Regions from separate parts of the Mus musculus genome. Here region 1 is linked to region 2. Evidence: chromatin contacts called from public HiChIP or PLAC-seq data. All regions are on one chromosome and are shown on one strand. Each heading gives the region's core, a stretch centred on a gene start, on an enhancer-like site or on the middle of the called end of the contact. The rest is flanking DNA. Distances are from core to core; before and after follow the strand shown. Region 1 has its middle 14 kb from the start of Baiap2l1. Region 2 holds the start of Bhlha15 (basic helix-loop-helix family, member a15).

What was found. HiChIP or PLAC-seq counts read pairs in DNA pulled down with a chosen protein or histone mark.
Region 1: an HNF4G HiChIP or PLAC-seq map of pancreatic cancer cells shows a contact between it and region 2. The contact joins the enhancer-like site here to the promoter of Bhlha15 in region 2. A contact is called at or near these places in 2 of 39 promoter capture datasets (hippocampal neurons and liver), 2 of 15 datasets of contacts at CTCF or cohesin (large pre-B cells and pro-B cells), 12 of 484 Hi-C or Micro-C datasets (B cells, the HL-1 cell line, brown adipocytes and 5 more), 2 of 115 datasets of contacts at active chromatin or transcription factors (large pre-B cells and pancreatic cancer cells) and 3 of 9 other capture datasets (adipose tissue, liver and pancreatic islet).

What each region holds. Positions count from the first base shown.
Region 1 is chr5:144,369,731-144,373,562 of GRCm38.p6, reverse strand. No RefSeq gene overlaps it. Among named protein-coding and RNA genes, the nearest start is that of Baiap2l1, 14 kb to the right of the region's middle. Within about 2 kb of position 2,447, at least 70 of the 459 cell types and tissues checked have an H3K27ac peak or open chromatin away from gene starts, as enhancers often do. A contact at or near this core is called in the HL-1 cell line, liver, pancreatic cancer cells and 1 more, where this site is marked.
Region 2 is chr5:144,188,973-144,192,656 of GRCm38.p6, reverse strand. It overlaps Bhlha15 (basic helix-loop-helix family, member a15), which reads right to left and starts at 2,371. Exons shown (of 2, transcript NM_010800.4): 1 at 2,299-2,371; 2 at 1-1,636. The coding sequence starts at 1,585. The coding sequence ends at 992.

The DNA of each region.
Region 1 (3,832 bases), core at 1,198-3,697, 180 kb before region 2:
GGCAGGAGGATCAGAATACTACATATAAGTTTGAAGCCAGCCTGAGATATATGAGACCCTGTATCAAAAAGAGCATGCCGAGGCTGGGAAGATGGCTCTGTGGTTAAGAGTTCATTTAGTACCATTTATGCAGAGGTAGAGTCGCACTCATGTCAGGCATCTCACAACGACCTTTTCCAGGGGGAACAACACATCTGGCTTCCAGAAGTACCTGTGTTCACCTGCACATACCCACACACAGACACACAGTCAGAGACATAACTCAAAAGAAATGCAAACCTTATGAGAGAGACACGTGTGCCAATCACATGTGTCTAGGATATCCATAGTGTTGTGTAAAACTTATCTTAAAGTTGTTCAAAAGCCCTTTTGATATCTGGAAAGGAAACTCTATTCTCTCCCCTGTTGTGTAACAAAGAATTATGTAATACTGAAGTACTTTGCTGAGCCCAGGCCTAAGAGGGACTCTTGGTTTACAAAGGAGAAAATATCAAAGCCGCTAGCTTCCAGATGGTTTCCTGGCTCTGCCTCCTAACATTTTATTCTCTGCTGAATAAAATGGAGAGGTTGAGGGGCTGGCTCAGTGGTTAGAGCACTGCCTGCTCTTCCAGAGAGTCTGGATTCAATTCCCAGCAGCCACATGGGGGCTCACAACTGTCTGTAACTCTAGTTCCAGAGGATCCAGTGCTCTTGGACACCAGACATAGACATGGTACATAAACATACATGCACGCAAACATATATGTGTTTTTATATATTTATATAACATATATGTTTTATATAAAGAGATGTTAATATATTTTAGATGTTTATGTATTAGATGTACACACACACACACACACACACACACTGTCAACCAGGGGAGATAGAACGCATGCTCAGAACAGCAAGTCAGCTAACAGGAGGAAGCACTGCTGGAAGTCTGGTTCCTGCTGTAGCCAAGGACACACCTTCTTCTCACTCCTGATTACTGTAGCAGAACAGCAGGTTGGTCCGAAAGACTTTTCTCACCCTCTCTTTCCTTGGTCCCTTTGCTGACACATCAGCACACAAAGTTAACTAACACTCACAGGCCCAGTGTCCTTCACCCTCCACCTAGAGGCCTAGCCAGAGACATTTATCTCTAAAGCAAACACAACTGTACCCAAATCTGTGAGTGGCTATGTTTGCTAATGATGTCATATGTGTCCCAGACTCTCTGATCAATGTGACTCAAGGGTGAGCAGCTGACTGGTCAGAGTGAGTAACGTGCTGACCTGCCCAAACTGGCAACAAGGTGACCCCAGGGTGACCCAGGCCTTGGAGAATGAAGTAGGAGTGAACCTGACAGAAGAGACTAGGTTGCTGGTTCCAAGAAATACCAATAAAGGGATTTTTAGTGACTCCCAATCTCACACAACATCATCCCCAACAACTCCACATGGGCAAGGCTTATAGTATCTCACTAAATTTTGAAAAATAAGGAGTGTTGGGTGTCATGGCTCAAAGCTGTAATTCCAGCTACTCCAGAAGCTGAGGCTGGGGGATAATCCACACAAGCCTGGGCTATGGAGTCAGCTCAAAGGGCAACTTGAGCTACAGGAAAATTCTGGTTCTAATCTGAAAGAAGAAAAAGGGAAGGGGATAGGGGTGTGGCTCAGTGGTAGAGTGATTTCATAAAATATGCCAGGCTGGGGGTTCAATAGCAGCCAATACTGGAATATTAGGTGGCAAAATCAATTCAACATAGGGAAGTGTTTTGAGTTGATGTAGCAAATCAGGCCAGGTGTAATCATTTCAAAAACAACAAAAGGCAGAAGAAGAAGAAGAAGAAGAAGAAGAAGAAGAAGAAGAAGAAGAAGAAGAAGAAGAAGAAGAAGAAGAAGAAGAAGAAGAAGAAGAAGAAGAAGAAAGGAGGGAGGGAGGGAGGGAGGGAGGGAGGGAGGGAGGGAGGGAGGAAGGAAGGAAGGAAGGAAGGAAGGAAGGAAGGAAGGAAGGAAGGAAGGAAGGGGAAGAGAAAAGAAAAGAAAATTCTGTTTCAAAAACAAATATGTGGATGCTGCTGAACCTGCAGAGATAGAAATACAACCAGACTACATTTTCCAGGATAGGAGCTTAGAGGCGGGGTGGGGCGGAGTGGGGGGCCGGGGGCAGATGGTAAGGGAGCATTCAGGAGCTCTCCCCTTGAATTGCAATCTCAGTTAAAAGTGGAGATCAAAGATAAGCTCAGAGGGAACAGACAGGGACAGCTGCTGGAGCTGTGACTTCCCAGGACCTCTTCCTAGCCAGTAGCCCTGCAGTAGGGTAAGGACAGCCTACTTGACTCATCTTGCACACTCCAGGGGTAAACCCTGGCATCAAGTCACGAGTTAGCCTGGAGCCTAAACAGCTGTATCAAGAGACCTGCCCTGAAGGCAAGCATGACCTTTCACTACCCCCGCAGGGTCGCAGGGTCGTTTGAAGTACTGCCCACCCCCATTCGCAGTGCTAGGAGGCTGGGATGTGCTGTGACAGGCCCTGGGGTCACAGGGTCATTGACAGGGAGAACTGCATTTGCCAGGCTGTTTTTTCCTGAGTAAAGACCTCTGGACACGTGCTCGTAGCTTGTTCCACTAGGACAGCAGCAGTGATGTTGTTGATGGGGGTGCATCCATGGGAGTGTGTGTGTGTGTGTGTGCGCGCACGCACAAGAGAGAGAGAGAAAGAGAGAGAGAGAGAGAGAGAGAGGGAGGGAGGGAGGGAGGGAGAGAGAGAGAGAGAGAGAGAGAGAGAGAGAGAGAGGGTAAGAGAGAAAGAGCGCACAGCGCACACATGCAAGTCACAAATGGGACAAATCCTAGCAGCTGGATTAGGGGAGCAGAGTGTGGGACAAATCCACACTCTGGATTAGGGGAACAGGTTTTGTTTTGTTTTTTTTTTCTTTTTAAAAATATATTTATTCTTTCACAATTCCATGCATAGATATTTATGTATATATAATATACAATTATTATTTCCCCTTAGACCCTCTCCTTCCTCCTTAACTCTTCTTTCTCCCCAAAAAGTCATCCTCCCTACTTTTTTTTTTTTTTTTTGGTGACCCACTGCATTTAGCTAGAGTTGCCTGCATGAGCTTGGGTAGGGTTATTTATTTGAACATGGGCGGCTTACCCGAGGCTATCCCACTGTGGAATATGACTCCCCCTCCCCCAACAACTGGACTAGCTCCCCAGGGAGGCTGTGCTCCCGCCCAGTTCCCTCAGGTGATAGGCCTCTTCTGTTGATAGGCTACCAGTGTTGCTGTAAGCTCAGGGGACAACTGCCATGTCATACTAAAAAGATAGTATTCCAGGGCTAGAGAGATGGCTCAGTGGTTAAGCGCACTGACTGTTCTTCGGAAGGCCTGCGTTTGGATCCCTAGCACCAACACAAAAGCCAGGCATGGGGGCAGGATGACTCAATGGTTAAGAGCACTTGTGACTCTTGCAGAGGACCCAGGTGTGGTTTCCAGCATCTACATGACAGCTCACAACTACCTGTAACTCCAGCTCCAGGGGATCAGATGGATTCTTCTGGCCTCTGAGGGCACCAGGCACACACAAGGTACACATACATACGTGCAGGCAAAATTGTTACATACATAGGATAAGTCTTAAAGAAACTAATCTGCACATGGCAGTATTCATTAGTAACCACAGCACTGCAGGCTGAAGGCAGGAGAATCCCAGAGATTGTTTCCAAGTTCAGAGACTCAAAAAAAAAAAAAAAAAAAAAAGGAGGAAAGAGATTAAGGAAGAAATCTTGATGTTAACCTCTGCTCACACATGTACATACACACATCACATGTACATGCACAAGTGCACATGTATAACAC
Region 2 (3,684 bases), core at 1,122-3,621:
TGGAGAGGGGGCGCCATGGGAAGTCTATAAGAGGCCCAGGGCAAGTCTCTCCGTGTACGGAGGCCCAAGGGTCCTCTACATAAAGGCCTGCCTTGTCTCTACACAGGGCCTCATATCCTTGGGGTAGGTTGTAGTAGTCAGCCACAGCCTAGGCCACTGCAGCTTTTCCAGGAGAGAGAGAGAGAGAGAGAGAGAGAGAGAGAGAGAGAGAGAGAGAGAGAGAGAGAGAGAGAGATAGATCTCGTTTAAAGTCCTATGGATTGGGCCTGGCTAGGCCTTTTTAACTCCAGTTGTTGAGTTGGGCCCAGGGGAATCCTATAAAATGAGGAAACAAGACGCCATCTTGGCTTTGCTGTATATTCCCTGAGGGATTGAGTGGCACTTTGGGTCCAGTTTCCCATAGCCCCACAATATTTAGGCTCAGCAGTCGCAGGGACATTTGTAAGTCAAGTTTTTCCTGGAGTCGTCCCTTAGCCACCACACATGCAATTGTTAAGGAAGGCAAGAACTGTCCCACCCCTGTGCATCCTTGGTCAAAGGGCAGCAAGGACAGGTAGGCTTTCCCTGGAGAGTTGAAGGCCCAGATCACTCCCTTGTCCCCTGGGTGGCTAGGAAAAACTGCCACATGCTGGTGTCTGAGCTGAGTTTCAAGGAAAATGGATTTACTGCGAGTCAACTTTGGGCTGGGGATGCAGCTCGGTTGCTAGAGAGCTTGCTTAGTGCGCACACACACAGCCCTTAGCTCAGTCCCCAGCGTGGCACCATGTCATGATGTATGCCTGTAATCCCAGCCCTAGAGAAGATGGAGGTGAGGAGGATCAGGAGTTCAAGGCCAGCTTGGGCCATGAGAGGGCTTATGTCAACAACAAAACCCCCTCAGGGACCTCACTAGTGTCATTACCAGTCTGGAGCTTGCAGCACAGAGGGACAACAGCTGAGAAGAGCAGGCAGGCTCCTCACTGCCAACCTGCCCCGGAGCCCGAAGCGCGTGCTAGCTCCCCTCTCTGAAGCTGTGGATCTGTGTAGAGTAGCGTTGCAGGTGGCCTTGGGGCTGGTCCTCAGTGACACCAAGCATGGCCCCAGCTACCTGCTGCTGCTGCTGCTGTTGCTGCTGCTGGTGATGGTAGTGCTGGTATAATTTAGGGCCTGGCGCAGGACCTGGTGCCTCCAGCCCCGGGAGGCGGCTGCTGGACATAGTAAGTATGGTGGCGGTCAGCGACTTGATATAGTTCTTGGCCAGCGTGAGGGTCTCGATCTTGGAGAGCTTCTTGTCAGCCCGCACGTGCGGGATGACCTCGCGCAGTGCCTGGAAGGCATTGTTGAGTTTATGCATCCGCTGCCTCTCTCGCTCATTGCTCTCCAGCCGCCTCTGAACACTGTTCTCCCTGCGGCCACCAGACCCCTGTCGCCGGCGGCTGACCTCTCCCCGACCTCCGCTTGCACGCGCTGTCCTGCTCCGGAGACCCTTTGTCAGCTCTGACCCCCCTGAGCCTGACTGGGGTCTGTCAGGTGTCTGCTCTCCTGGGGTGGCTTCTGTGTCCTGCATGGGTGTTCGGCGCCGAGGGGGCCGGTTTTTGGTCTTCATAGCTCCAGGCTGGTTTTCCCAGGAGGTGGTGGCTGGGTGAGGCCCTTCCAACTGAAATTCAGAACACAGCCCCTCTGCAGTCATTCAGTGTGGCCAGTGGACACGCGGCATGGCTGTCTCATTGCTTCCTTAGCCAGTGCAGCTGACCACTGGTGCTTAGTGGACACCTAGGCGCTTCCCGTCCACACTGAACCCTGAGTTGACTCACCTGTGCTCCCAAAGCCCTGGCTGAGTTCACACTGACCCACTTTTCTCTAACCTACCATCCCTTCTTCCCTCCCCACTTATCTGGGAACCCATTTTGGGTCCCCTGCTCCTCCTGAGCCTCCGTACTTGACAATTTGCTTAAACCACCCAGGAACAGGTCCCAACCCTGGCTTATGGGTCCCCCCCGCCCCCCGACACTGTCATTTGTCCCAGACAGGCAGCACCCTTTAAACATCACGTTTACAGCTGGACATGACACAGGTCCAGACATGATCAGAACCAGAACCTCAGTGAGTGCACGCAGGACAGCTCACAGGTCAGACTGATAGTTGCCAAGGCCCTGCAGCAGCCCCCAGTTCTACCACGTGGACAGCACCAGCCAGTCTGAGTGGAAGCCACCATCCCATCTGTCTGTCTGTTTTCCCCTACAGCTGCCAGGCGTCTGATCAAGCTTCTGGGGTTCCCTCCCAGCAGTCCTATATAGTTTCCCCAACCCCTTGGTTTACCTGGGGATTCGAGGCCGTACGCGCAGAGGCTGCCCACGGGGGACAAGGACACGTAGCTTTAGCCACCACGGGCGGGGCTGCGGGAAGCATGTAAATGAGTTCGCTGGGAGGGGCCAGGGCGGCACCTGCGGCCACGCCCCTCGCTCTGAGGACCCGTGCGGACCCGCCTTCCCTTCCCTCCCTCCAGTTCTGAGAGCAGGCGACCTCTCTGGGGACTTGCCAGGGCGGGGAGGGGGGGGGGGGGACCCGGATCGCATCTGGCCAGGACACCTGGCCTTGGGGTTAAGAGTCAGAACAGAGTCTAGGATAAGCCACCCTGCATAGTCTTGCAGGAACCACATCCACCTCCCTGAGCGAAGCTGGCAAGCTCTCTCCTTCCCTGCCCTGGAGCACCCTGGTTTCTCCAGCGGACTCTGCTAGTCCTAAGGGCTCAAGGACAGGGCTGTTCCTCTTTTTGTCTCCCCTTACTGAAATGGGGTGCAAGGGGGTGCCACCCATGTCTACCTATCTGTTGCTAGCTCCTGCCTTGGTTTCCCGAGGTTACAAGGGAATTACAATATAAAAGGTTATGGGGCAGTAAGATGCCTATGGGTAGAGGGGAAGATGCCAAGACTGAGGAGCCTGGGACCCACAAAGTGGGAGGAGAGAACCAATTCCCCCAAGTTGTTCTCTGACCTCTATGTGAGTGTCATGTTGCTCACAGAAAACAGGTTTTCTTGCTAGCCTTTATCTGTGTGTCTATTTTTGGTGTATGTGCATGCTCCTAGGTCAGAGGGACAGCTTGCAGGAGTCTGTTCTCTACTTCCACCACGTTGTGCCGGGGTCGAACTCAAGTCCTTCGGTTTGGCTGCACGTGACGTTACCAGCTGTGCCATTTTGCTAGCTGTAGCACACTGGCTGCCCTTGCGCACCTGACCCTCCAGTGTCTCCTCTGCCTCCCAAGTGCTAGAACTGCAATTGGGTCATGGCACACTCAACTAAAATGTGCTGAAAATATATATTCTTTGATCCAGTGACTGTTGTAGTTACAGATGTGTGTTGGGGCAGTGTGGTGCTAGGGACCAAACCAGTGTTTCTTCACATGTGCTCAGCTCAGCTACATCCCTGGCTCTTTTTTTTCCTTTTAGAGACAGACTCCAAAGCCAAGGCTGTCCTCAGACTCATGGCTACCCTTCTGCCTCAGCCTCTTGCTGCAGGAATCATAAGGGTAACTGGTCACTAGGCTCAACTAATAGTAGTGTGTCTCCCCCCCACCCCCCCATTAATAGGACAGGTCTAAACAACTCAGCCAGGACTCTGCATAGCTCTGGCTAAGTTCAGCAGGCTTGGGTCTCAGTACTTGTGACACAGTCATGTGGGCCATGGTTCTGGTAGAAAGCTGTCACC